Linked DNA regions of Mus musculus: region 1 is linked to region 2. The links are chromatin contacts, called in public promoter capture Hi-C maps. All regions are on one chromosome and are shown on one strand. Each heading gives the region's core, a stretch centred on a gene start, on an enhancer-like site or on the middle of the called end of the contact. The rest is flanking DNA. Distances are from core to core; before and after follow the strand shown.

What was found. Promoter capture Hi-C pulls out the DNA fragments that hold promoters and counts their contacts.
Region 1: a promoter capture Hi-C map of pre-B cells shows a contact between it and region 2, with 2.4 times the contacts expected there. The contact joins the promoter of Gzma here to the promoter of 4930526H09Rik in region 2. A contact is called at or near these places in 3 of 39 promoter capture datasets (liver and pre-B cells).

What each region holds. Positions count from the first base shown.
Region 1 is chr13:113,099,186-113,105,983 of GRCm38.p6, reverse strand. It overlaps Gzma (granzyme A), which reads left to right and starts at 5,003. Exons shown (of 5, transcript NM_010370.3): 1 at 5,003-5,102. The coding sequence starts at 5,033. It also overlaps a transcript of Cdc20b not described here.
Region 2 is chr13:110,898,553-110,905,692 of GRCm38.p6, reverse strand. It overlaps 4930526H09Rik (RIKEN cDNA 4930526H09 gene), which reads left to right and starts at 1,847. Exons shown (of 3, transcript NR_131194.1): 1 at 1,847-2,324. It overlaps Gm38397 (predicted gene, 38397), which reads right to left and starts at 2,194. Exons shown (of 5, transcript NR_131193.1): 1 at 2,166-2,194; 2 at 1,869-1,926; 3 at 1,450-1,615.

The DNA.
Region 1 (6,798 bases), core at 3,754-6,253, 2.2 Mb before region 2:
TTCCTGAACTGGCATCTACCTCAGGCTGCACATGCACATGTGCACATGCTTGTGTGTATGTGTGTGTGTGTGTGTGTGTGTGTGTGTGTGTGTCTGTGTGTGTGTGTGTGTGTCTGTGTGTGTGTGTATATGTGTGTGTGTCTGTGTGTGTGTGTGTGTGTGTGTGTGTGTCTGTGTGTGTGTGTGTGTGTGTGTGTGTAATCGGGACAAGTGGGGCCAACATAAGAACAGACCTATACATAACTTTTATAGAACTGAGACCTCAGATGAAGCCTAACATTTATAGTCAAATGACATTCAACAAGAAGTTAAAACAACTCTGTTCGAGAAGAATAATCTCTTGAACAAATAATGCTGGAATAACTGAGCATTTGCATTCAAAAGACGGAAATGGAAACCTACCTTATGCACACATAAAATGTCACTCAAACTATGGGCTGGAAGGAGAGACGACAACACCGCAGTTAACGACACATGCTGCGCTTGCAGACGACCTGAGCTCAGTGCTCAGCATCTCGCAACCACCTCCAGTTCCATTCTGTGTCCTCTTTTGGACACATAGACATATACATATACACACAATTAAAAAATAAATATTTGTAAAACAACTTACACTATAGCAAAAGAAAAAAAAAGACTCAAGAATAGGCCTAGAAATGAACAGAGCAGAAGACAGCACCTGAGAACATGTAGGTGGAACCTTGTACAGCCTCCGGTTAGTGGGTGACCTTCTGAACATGCAGTCCAAGGAGAGGTGACCGCCAGGGATGACAAATTGAGCATCTCCAAATCCCAAAGCTTCATGCTTTGAAGTGCAACAACAAGACAGAGACCGTCCCAGATGTGGGGAAAATATTTGCAAATCATACCTGTGATGAGGGACTTGTGTTTGGAATATCTAAAGAATGCTTATCCTTCAATAATAAGAAGAAAATAATTTTGAAATAGGCAAAGGATGCAAATAGAGGTTTCAACAAAGGCATGACACGCGAGAGGCTCAACGTTAGTCATTAGGAAAGTGCAAACCACAACCGCGATGAGATGCTACCTCGCACCCACTAAAACAGAAATGGTCAGAGCAGTGACAACACGGCAATGATGCAGATCAGTTCGAGCCTTATTAGGTTACTGGGGAAAGCCTAATATACTGCATCCACTTCACAAAATAGTTCAATAGTCCCTAGAAATGTCGAACACACAGTTACTATGCAATTACCCAATTACCCAGTAATTGCTCTAGTAAGTACAGACCCCTCTCAAAAAAATGAAAATAGAAGTTCACATTTAAAAAATTCCACATAAATGCTCACAGTAGCTCAAGAGTACAAATAAGCCACATATCCATCAACTAATGAATGAATAAATAAAATACACTTTAACTACATAGTGAAATATTATTGGCAACAAAAAGAAATAAAATATTAACAGCCATGACAATATAAACTCTCAAAAGAATTGTACCAAGTGATTGTATTTGTATATGATTTCACTAATCTAAAATGCCCAGGTTAGGCAAATCTGTAAAGACATAAAGTAGATTAGAGGGGCCCTAATCAACAGCTAATTGATAAAAAGTTCTTGGGGAAAAATCAAATGTCCTACAGTTAGATTATAGTGGTGACTATACAACTCTGGAAGTATGCCTTAAATAAGTATGCCTTAAATAATGCGTTATAGTGCATGAATTACACTTTACCAAACAGTTAAAAGTCAGAATAACATAGTCGATAAGACAAATCAGCAACCTACTGATTGGGAAAAAAATCTTCACTAACCCCACATCCTATAGAGGGCTACTATCCAAAATATATAAAGAACTCAAGAATTTAATCACCAAAAAACCAAGCAACCCAATCAAAAAATGGGGTATAGAACTAAACCGAGAATTCACAACTGAGGAATCTCAAATGGCTGAGAAGCACCTAAAGAAATGTTCAAAGTCCTTAGACATCAGAGAAATGCAAATCAAAACAACCCTGAGATTCCACCTTACACCAATCAGAATGGCTAAGATCAAAACCTCAGGTAACAATACATGTTGGAGAGGATGTGGAGAAAAAGGAACACTCCTCCATTGCTGATGGGATTGCAAACTGATACAATCACTCTGGAAATCAATCTGGATGTTCCTCAGAAAATTGGAATAGATCTACCTGAAGACACAGCTATACCACTCTTAGAAATATACCCAAACGATGCCCCACCATGCCAAAGGGGCACGAGTTCCACTATGTTCATAGCAGCCGTATTTGTGATAGCCAGAAGCTACGACAGAAGAATGGATACTGAAAATGTGGTTCATTTACACAATGGAATACTACTCAGCTGTTAAGAACAAGGACATCCTGACTTTTGCAGGCAGATGGATGGAACTAGAAAATATCATCCTGAGTGAGGTAACTCAGACCCAAAAGAACATGCATGGTATGTACTCACTAATAAGTGGCTATTAGCCAAAAAGAAAAGAAAAGACAAAAAACATACAGAATACACAAGATACAGTCCACAGAATTCAAAAGGCTCAACAAGCTGAAGTGCCCAAGTGAGGATACCTCAGTCCCACTTGGGAGAGAGAAGAAAGCAATCACAAGTGGGGAGGGTGGGAGGGAGGGAGGGAGGGAGGGAGGGAGGGAGGGAGGGAGGGAGGGAGGGAGGGACTTGGGAGGGAAAGTATGGGGGTGGGGGTAGAGGGGAACCTGATCTGGTATTGGGTGAGGGAAAAGAACTGAAGCCCTGAGGGCCAGCAGAAAGAATGTAAACAGGCAACCTCAGGAAATAGGAGGTTGCCCCCAGCCCCTATCCCCACCAGAATTCACCAGAGACCTGGAAGGTGAGAGACTCCCATGACTCATAGGGAAGGACCTTTGATGAAATGCCAGTAGGGAGAGGGAACTTATAGAGCACACCACACTTCCAGCAGGAAGACAAGACATCAAGTGAGGGATGGGGTTTCCAACCCCACAGTCACACCTCTGACCCATAATTGTTTCAGTCTGAAAGAATTACAGGGATGGAAATGGAGAGGAGTCTGAGGAAAAGAAGGTCCAGCGGCAGGCCCAAAGTGGGATCCAGCTCAAGGGGAGGTCCCAGGGTCGGACACTACTACTGAGGCTATGTAATGCTCACAAAAAGGGATCTATCATGACTGCCCCCTGAAAGACCCAACAAGCAGCTGAAAGAGTCAGATGCAGGTATTTGCACCCAACCAATGGACAGAGCCTGCTGACTCCTGTTGTTGAGTTAGGGAAAGCTGAAAGAAGCCGAGGAAGAGGGCGATCCTGTAGGAGGACCAGCAGTCTCAATTGATCTGGACCCCTGAGATCTCTCGAACACAGAACCATCAATCAGGCAGCACACACCAGCTGATATGAGGCCCCCAACACACATACCTCCAGGTCTGTGTTCATTCAAAGATGATGCACCTAACCCTCAAGAGACAGGAGGCCCCAGGGAGTTACAGGTCAGGTGGGGTGGGGGTGGAGGCATCCACATGGAGATGGGGTGGGGTTGGGAGGAGCTGTGGGATGTGGAGCAGCCAGATGGTGGATGGGGTGTGGCAGGGAATGGAATATGGAGTGTAAAAAATGAGTTACAAATAAAATTAAATTTAAATGTATATATATATATAAAATATAACATAATAATAATTTTTAAAAGTCAGAATAAATGGAGAAAACATGACCACAGTTATATATAAACAAAACTGACAATCTTCCCCCCTTTTCATTCGGTGCAAGTGTGAATTTGTAAAAGGAAAAAAAAAAACTGACAAGAAAATTACTCATGAAAACCTGAAGCATGCTATCTCACGATCTCCTGCTATCTCACTGATGTTCCCGACAATGATGAAATGATAATGACCAAATGATAACGTGGGACCAAGAACCACAGGTGTCTCAGCAGGGGGCCCTTCTAAGGTCACGTGGTTTCTGAAGAAGTACTCAGTTGGCCTGAAGCCACAAGGTGTTAACGGTGGGGACGAGGGGCTTAACCAGACATCCTCGTGGGACAAACATAGAGCCGGCCCTGTGCCTCACGACAGAGACCACTTCCTCTACTCAGATAGAAAGCTCAAGACTTTCTACTAGAAACCAAGTCAGCACTGTCCTCCAGAGACGGACCATGGAGGATGTCTGTTTCAAGAAAGCAACTGTCCCTAATGCTGGGACAAATTAACCTATCCTTGATTACACGTACTTTATTATTACGGCACGAACTACTGTCCATAAATGTCCCTCTAGACCTCTGCTTGTATTCGTCTTATCTATTCTTATAACCCAAGAAAATAGGTAAAAAGAAATGTGCTTTGGGACCAATTTTAGGACTTTTTTTTTTAATTCCAAGTGTGTGTGTGTGAGAGAGAGAGAGAGAGAGAGAGAGAGTGTGTGTGTGTATACATGTGTATGCATATGCACGAAGAGACCAGAGATTGACCCTGGCATCTTCCTCAAGCAGTTCCCACTATCTTTTGAGACAGGGTCTCTCACTAAACCTGGAGGTTGCCAGTGCAGTTAGATCTTCCTATCTCTGCAGTTCTGGGATCACAGCCACACGCTATTGCACCCAGATTGTTTTGTGGGTTCTGGGGATTTGAACTCAGGTCCTTGTGTTTGTGTGGCAAGTACTTGAACAGATGATCTACCTCCTTAGCATCTAAAACTCTGATTTCTGGCTTTTCAAAGAGCTCCTACTAAGGGACCCTGAAGAAAATATGGCCATTGATAAAAACACCCCAACTGAGTCATTTCTAGTCCCTGCTTATGAACTACATTCTAATGGCAACACGATTCTCTTCCCTCTCAGCTTTCCCTAGGAGGCTACAAACCTCCATCTCCACCGGGCAGCACAAACTACAACAGCACTACTGCAGGTGAGGAGGGACAACGCCTACTCTCCCTATTTTAGTTTCATTTTCCAGCTCTACACCTGGACATTTGAAAGAGAAGAACAAAACCACATCCTTTGCACTCTCATATATAAGTAGAAAGAAACAAACACAGAGATCCCTGCTGATTGGGGTGGGAGAGCCACGATGAGGAACGCCTCTGGTCCCCGGGGGCCATCTCTTGCTACTCTCCTTTTTCTTCTGCTTATTCCTGAAGGTAAGACAGACTCATGTAATTTTCATCAAAACCATCATAGAATAGATTTGTGGGGTGCTTTCACCATGATGTCTTAAGTATAACTGAGAATACTCAAAGCCTGGGAACACTTAGCATTCATTTTTGAATTTCAGTAGTTTTAGAGGAAAAAATATGTATTCATAGTTTCTTTCCAAAAATTAGCAGAACCACCAATGGAGATTGCTGCCGATTTATAGCTTGAATATTGCCTTAAAAGGGAACTTGAGATGAGCAAAGAAATGAATGAAATACTCTTGAGTTGGGAGATCAACCTGTCTTCCAAGAGAGGTAATAGTGGTAAATGAGGCATCTCAGCCTTTCTTTCTTTGACTACTGTGCAGACAGCTTTGGAGAGGGTCACACCTAACCAAGCTGGACAGCAGAAGCTAATGAGGACTGTGGGGAGTTTCTCACTATTTCTCTTGGTTAGTGTTTTCCTGGCAAGTCTTCCTGACTCTGGGGAAGATCTCTCACACGGACTGCTTGGGAGAGCTGTAGTATTTTCTCTTCAGCTGTTCCTGCTATGTAGTGAATAGGAACCAATATTCCTGTCTGAGGGAAAGGACCATGCACTGGTGGGAATGCCATCATTGTTCTTGCCCTGACCCGGGAAGAACAACAGCTTCTGTGAGGTTCTCCATGTCCCTTGAAGAACCTGGTAGGAAGATTGGCGGGGGGTAAAAATGGCAGGCAAATATGGAAACCGCCAGGATTTACCCCAGGACAAATAAGCTTTTAGAAGTAGGAGATGCAGAGAGGAATCTAAAAGAAGTCCTAGGATTTAGCGTGTGACTAACAATGAAAGGGAATTTTAAAACAAGGTTGAAAGATGTTTGAGACCAAAAGTGGACACATGACCAGCATGGCAGTGCTATGAGATTAGAGCAGATTTTCTTTCCTCTTTATTCCTTTATAATTGAATTTTGGTTTTCTGAGGTTTTTTTTTTAATCCAATTATTTATTTTCTTCAAAGTAAACAGTAAGGACAACTTTTCCTTTTACACTTTGTTTTCCGTGTTCAGAGCAGCTGTGTGGACCCAGAAGGGAGGGAGCAAGAACGCAGTACGTCATATGCTGGACTAGTCAGAGCAGTCTGGCAGGCTTTTGAAACAATGTCTGAACACCCCAGCTCCTGCCTCACAAATTCTACTAATATGACTCTGAATGGGGTGAGCATTGCTGGTCTTTAAAGCTTTCCACCTGCTCTAATCCTTATGACGACCTTTTTAAGACTGGCTGGTGGCAACCTGGCCCTACTGCTCAGGCCAGCATGTGTGCTCAGAGCCAGAGCCCTACAGAAGAGAATCTCCTTGAATTCATCATGATGTCCACAGATAGTCCTTTGCAGTCCAGCTTTGTGAGAGTCACCCCAGGAAAACTAGGGATGTGGATAAATTCCCTTTGATTCTGTTCCATTCTATTTCTGAAGCCTAAAATTCTGCCTTCGTCCCAATTCCCTTATGGAAAGTGAACCCTGCCTTCTCTCTTCCTGCCTCTCACTCTCCTCAACCTGATGAGAAGTTCCAGGTCTACAACTGACACTTTGGGCCAGTAGTTGGACTTCGTTATGGAATAAGAAGTGTTGATCTCTACTCAAGCAAACATAACACTCAGCCAAAACGGGCAGAAGGGTTTCAGGAGAATCCAGGAATATTTTGCATAGAAGTTGAAATCC
Region 2 (7,140 bases), core at 598-3,097:
CTTGTTGTAGATTGAGTTTGTTTATTTTCATGTTTAATCACCACACTGATTTGCATGGAGGCTGCACTCATTTATACGCCTACCAGCAGTGAATAAAGGTTCCTCTTTCCTCACATCCGCACAAGTGAGCAATAAACACTTTTAAAAGTATTTGGCATCTTTAGCAACTAGAAAATGCAAAGCAAAAACAACTCTGAGACTTATTTGTAATTTATCACCTTTCATTTTAGAGATGAGAGAGCTGAAGCCTAAGAGGAATTAGACATTATATATTTTTCCCAAGATGCATAGATAAAAACCACAGGGTTTGATTTCCGTCCTGTGACTGTCAGTCTCAGTTTCTTTGTTGTACCCTTAGACACTGTCACAACTGAACGAGCTCAGCATGTCCTTTCTGTAGGAAGATCCCTAGAGTTTGGAACAATAGTCATGATTGTGGAAAGTTCTCAGGGTGTTCCTTTTCTCCTTAACAATTAGTATAGATTGAAAATAAAGTTAAAATGTTTCTAACTGTTAAGGTGATGGTAGTTAGATCCAGATTGATAGAGGCAGCACAGAGTTAAAAGAAAGAGGAGACAGACCATATATAAATATATATTCTGTATATAGAAGCAGAATTGCCCTTTAATCTGAACAGCTGAAGGGGAGAGGTCTCTCTGAGTGAATGGAAGCTACTTACATTAGCACAGTGGGCTAGGGGATTTTATAGGAAAGAGGAATGACTTTGGGGATAGAAGCTTCTATCTGAGGTCAGTTCCCCTGCAGGGTCCCAGCGGAAAACACCAAAGGAGGTTAGTGTGTTATCTATCTTAATAGAAGCCAGGTGTTATTACCAGTCAAGTTTCCAGTCTGGATTTTCTCAGTCTACCTGAGACTTTTAACCCTTCAGTGGTATCCTGGGGAAGGGAGGGGTGGTACTAGTGACTTTCACATTAAGTGAAGAGTTTATTTAACAGTAATGTACTGACTTAAAAAAACTGTGACGAATATATGACAGTAAAATATTAACCACAGACAGAATAGAGGGAAATAAAGACATCCTCTATACCAGTGATTCCTAACCTTCTTAAAGCTGCAGACCCTTTAATTCAACTCCCCCTGTGGTGAATCCCATGACAAAATTAGTTCATTGCTACTCCATAACTAATTTTGCTACTGTTTTGAATCACGATGTAAGTATCTATCTGGATATCTGACATATGACCCTCCAAAGAGGTTGCTATCCACAAGTTGAGAATCACTGGAGTCTATACCACCTTGGCGGCATTTTTGTAAATCTGAAACAATTTGGAAAGCAAGCTTATGAATGATACAGTGATAGAGGAAGCTCATGATAACACCCACGAGTAGCTCAAAGGCCACAATGCTTCTGCTCTCCAGAGAGAGGTGACCGCTCTCCTGTAAGCTCTCTGCTTTGGAGCTCCAGCCACATCACCACACCTCCATCACCTTACAGAGCATGCCTCCAGTTTGTTTAAGTCTCTGAAGTGGTGAGGCTCACTGCGTATGCTCCATTCTGTCCTCGCGCTGTGCTGGTTTCTGTGGCGCAGGCAGCTATGCGCTTCACATTTATCTTCTTACTGACACTCAAAACTGGCCTTCCTTTGTCGGGATTCTGCAAGACCAAAGGAAGTGTTTTAAAACGTCCTTCTGTTAGGTTACCACGCATGATGATCCTAGTCAAGTCCTGATAGCTGAGCCATTTGGATCTGGCCTTTGTGACAGGTTTCTTGTTCTGGAAGTCTGAGTCCTGGGAGATCCAGAACATGATTGGCTTCTATGGCATGTCAGCCCTGCAGAGCCTCGTCTGCCTCTTATACAAGCATCCTGTTGCTTTTGATCTCTTATTTCTAAGGTTACTAGCTTACCATGGATGGCTGTAGTGAAGGTATAGCCACAAGACTGAGGAATCAATACAGCATACATCTGTTAGCAACACAGGAGGCCAACTTGAAGTTAGGTCAGAAAGGATATATTCAAAAAGTTCCCAAAGTTCTGATTCCTACGTGTTTCTGAAATGTGCCCCTTCTTGTATCAGTTGGGGTCCATCTGATAAAGAACACCTTTGAAATCTATCTTGGGTGAGAGAAAGATTGGTCCTCAGAGCATTGCTGGTTTGGATGATGGAAAAGGTGAGATGCCAAACAGAAGACAAGGCCACTCACGTTAGCTGTAGCAGGAAGCTATAATCAGCGCTGGGCTGTGTGGACAAAGAGAGGAAGTAGTGTTTCCACAGCCAAGGGTGGGATCCCTGGACTGCAGCCAGGACTGGAGCATGCGTGCACAGAGGCAGCTGAAGCCAAAGAGGAAATACAACTGCTGCTGTAAGTGTCATCTGAGGCCTTAGAGAGAGAAACATCCTGAAGTTTTCTGTTTTTCAGGCTGCTGACAGTAAATATTTCTGGGCAAAGCTAACCAGAAACCTGCTAACCCAGAGGCTCTTTTCAGCACAGAGCAGAGAAGCGAGTTCTCTTTTCAGATACAAAGGACCGCTGCTCCAGCTGAGCCTCTACCTTCTCCTTCTCCTTCTTGTACTGTTACTTATGGTACAGACATACATGTACACATGTCCTCACAGACGTTCCTGACACAACAGTGATAGTCTCCTTCCGTTTCTTCTTTCATACTTTAGACAGAATGATGGTCTAAAACAAACAGATTTGGCTCCTGTTTAAGCCAAAAAATAATTCCTTGTCACTGTGTATCAAGCCCAAGAATTTTATCACGGAAGTCAAGTTTTTTTGTCTGGCTCTTATCTTCCTCTTTAGCCTTTTTCTCCCGCAATTCAGGGCTAAAGGTGAAGTTCTGTGGGCAAAGTGCTTGCTTGCTTAGAATGTGCAATGTCTTACACTTAATCCTCAGGAATGCAAAAATATGAAAATGATGGTTTGTTTCCTACAACTGTTGCATGGCTCGTCTTGAATGCAATGAAGACTATGTAAGACACAGAGTCATCATAGACAGCTATGGCCAAGGTGTCAGAGCGTCAGCTGTTAACTCTCCATCCTCAAATAGCTTCTAGAACCCTGGAAGAACATGAGATGGGAAGATTTCACCTACTCCAGGGAAATAAAGGGGCAGAGAGATGCATGGGCTATGGAATGATGCCAACGGATCAGAGAACAAGTCTGTGCGATTTGTGACATTCTTAGTAAAACCCATCACGTTTGATAAGTCTGGCTATGTGGTATGAAATTTGATTGAGAATAGAACTTCGTGTCTAAAGAAGTGGTTCTCACTACTATTCCTAAAATTAACTTACTGCTAACAGACCTCTGGTGGAATAAAGGACTGTGGAAGGTTCACTCTTAATAGGAACAGATGCTAACTGTCATCTACAGCTCCTACCTTCTCTCCACCCCCACAGGCACTCCTCCTAAACTCCTAGTCCCCATTCTGCTTGTGTGACTTAAGGCTTTGGTAATGATTGGCTTTGGTTCATGGCTGTCTGCATTTAACCAGTGAGCACTGGAACACAAATAACTTACTAGTGGACACTTTAGTGAAGACAGTGATTTCCCCAACCCCAGCAGACCACAGCCAGTATTAGTCTGTAGCTGAGGGGTGTACTGTCTTCATCACATAAACAAACACACCCATATATAAACATGCATATACATCCATGCACATACACATACATACACACATATACATAAACACACCTACACATAGAACAATATACACATACATTTACGTACATATACACACATACATGCACATACATATAGATACACAACACATAAATATACACATACACAAATATATACCCATACATATATACATACACACACCTATATACACATATGCATACATAAATACACATACACAAAATACTTGACAAGAGTTGATATATTTCTAAATCAGGTCATCTCAGTTTCCTAATATTTAGGTTTTTTGAAAACAGAGTTCACTTCAAAAGCTTATTTCCTTTTGAATTATAAATATCATTTACTGTATGTTTTTCAAACTCCAAATGTAGCTAAGTCATCCGTAATCCATCCATAATTTGGGCTAATATAATTTTTTTAATCTTTTTTTTTAATCTTCCTCAGGAGACATTAGCTAATATGGAGGTTATATAGTAGGAGATGTCCACAGAAAGTAGATTCTGAAAAGGAAATAGAGTAGCACATATTTGTTAGAGAATGTCTTAAGAATAATCCACATAAAAGAGTTGACTATAGCTTGGAAGAGAAAATGTTGAGATAGGCTGTCGCAACAAGAGATTGGCCACAGTAGCCACTGTAACAGCCAGGTGTGATGGCCTTTCTGATTTGTGCTGATTCAGGGAAAAGGCATGTTGATGTAGCAAATCAGTAATCAGCAGGGCCATTTAAGGTGAGCCATCTTTATTCAGATAAAAGAATCCCAAACAGGAATGGCAGTGAGGTCCATTTCCCACAGTCCTATCAAAGCTGGGAGAACAAACCCTTCATTCTTACCTTTGTGGGGATGTGGGTGGTGAACCGAAGCATTGCCTCAAGTGTATTTATTATAAACCTCAGTATATATAATAATACATGTACTGAATGTATACTCAAGATAATCATGTAAACAATTATTCATATAATTATAAAATACATAGTTATTATGCAGACAAATGGCAAAAGCATAAACTGCCTGGCTCATGATGAAAGCTAGACTTGAATAAAAACAGTAAGTTATCCAGCACTGCGCATCTTGCCTACATATACTCTGTATCTGTCTCCGACTCAAGAAGTCAAAGCATGGGTTTTCAAGGGCCATGCATGCCTCATACTCCAGTGAAGCATATTCCTTCCTATGGTACGGATGCTGAGATCTGGCATGCAGTTATAGTTCCTGTAGTATACACACAAGATGATGTCTTGTTTTTATCTGTATCTGGGCCTTAAAACAAAATGAAAGTAAAGATGAAAAATCATAAAACCATTATATGGTAGAGCTGAATGCCTTTGAAAAAAATCAGCTGTTTCTCCTCAGATACTGTACAGACCTCCTCCCCTTTATGTGCTCGGTTACCCTCTTCCAAATTTAGCCATTCTCCAGAACTAATGGTTATGTAGCAGCAGACCAGAAAGGAAGCTGTCTCACTAAATATCCCCTGGTCAATAGTCTCTCTCATTTCCTAGGTTTAACTCATGATGCTATGGGACTCCTTTCCTCTGTACCTTGCCTTGACTTAGCAGTTGAAATGAGGAGGGCTCAGAACCACTGTGCCTCCTTGAGACACAGTCCCTAGAACCTGGTACCCCAAAGGGCAGGTGTAAGATGCACAGATGACTGAAAGGAGAAATGGCTTCAATTTGTTCAGGTGGAGCTGAGCTGCACGGAAGTGCAGGCCTGGATTGAGGTGAGCTGTGTGAAGAATTAGGAAAGGAGGCTGCCCCAAGGCCAGCTGGTGAAACTGACTCTCCATGAAAATCATCACCATTGGTCCCAGCTTTCTCCCTTTAGTGCTTTCCTGTTCCTCTTGGCCACAGAGTTAGATCTGAGTTAGATATCATTTATAAAGGAAAATTGGGAACACTTACAAAGAAGAAGATGAACTAAATATGTTTCCTTTGTTTTGAGAAATTATTTTATGTATTTCTCCATTGACTTAGTCAGGTAGTCATTTGCCCATTCATTTATAGTCCAACGGCAGTTGCTTTTTGCTTTGGTTTCTGCAGCCAGATAATGTGGGCCCTTGATCTAAAACTGACAGGCAACTTATGCTATGTGTACTGAGGGTTGTTTAAAATACTTAGGCCTGGGGCTGAAAGGATAGGGCGGAGGTGGAGCGTGAGGTCAACCTGTGTAAGGCACTCAGGAGAATTCTCTGAAGCAGCAACAAAGCAAGTAAGAACCTGGATATTTAAGGTGACAGAACCTCGATTCGTTTGATATCATTGCCACAAAAAGTAATAAGTTTTTCTTCTATTTAAAAATATTTAAAACTCTTTAAAATGTTTAAGTGTATAGGTGTTCTCAGCCAGCATGTATCTATGTGTACCACATGTCGTTGTTATTTTATGCGAAACCATCATTGGTTAGAAGATATTAATATATTTTCTCTCAATGTATTTCAGGGTTTGTTCAGGATCATATCATCTTGGTTAATTTTTTTATTTAACATTGCAGTTTTCTTTGTCCTGTTTGTATCATTGCTACATAACAGAATCTTAACACCCATTATTCCATTGGGGTTAATATCTTCTACAAGACGTCTTCTGAGTGTCAATACATTTAATTATTTGTTGACTTCACCAACCTCAACTTTAACACTTGCAAAATGAGGTAATACTTGCCTCCTACCTTCCTTGGGTGTGGTAAGAGGTAAAAAGATAATGGATGCAAAGTGCTTTGTGAAAACACAAAGCCTTTCATTCAAGGAAGGTACAGGGAATGCTATCGTTTGTGTTGTTATTGATGGCTATGATCCCATGTGGCTTTCTCCTGGTGCCCTAGCCTGCAACACACAGTTGAATAATATAAATGAAATATGGTAAAGTTATTTCATTTAGCAGGTCTTCTGGCCAAACTCACTATAGAATTCTTCCCTAACAACAAGCGATTGCTCTCTAGTCTCTTCTGTTTTTAACTACAAAATCATCAAAGTTCTTATGCTCCATTTTTTTCCCTGTTTGACTGCAGCCTCTTCTACACAATTCCGATGGTGACTATTGATATGAAGAGTTACGTAAAGACCCAATTGGTACAGCTCTTGGGCCTCCTCCGAGGAAGATATTTGTGCTCAACATCAGCTATTTTCTGGACTTTCCCTTACCTTCTTGTGTGTGTGTGTGTGTGTGTGTGTGTGTGTGTGTGTGTGTGTGTGTGTGTGTGTGTGTATGTTGGCAGGGGGAATGGAGTCACAACCCATTAGCCCTCCAGATGGACTTTATGGTGTTCATTTCAAATGTTCCTTATTGCCTGCTCTTAGAGCAGACCAAATCGTACTTCTAGATATCTAATTTTGAGCATAGTTAAACTGCTTTCAATTTAGTCCCAGCATATTGACTCGAAAGGATGTACTAAATAAAGTCTTGCAAGCTGTACATAAGTTGTCTTTGATCAATCTTTAACCTCTTACAGAAGATTGAGAGCTTCTAGTAAAGGACTGTGTGTCACTGACCAAATGACCCATTGCACTGCTATACATTTGGCTTCATTCTTACT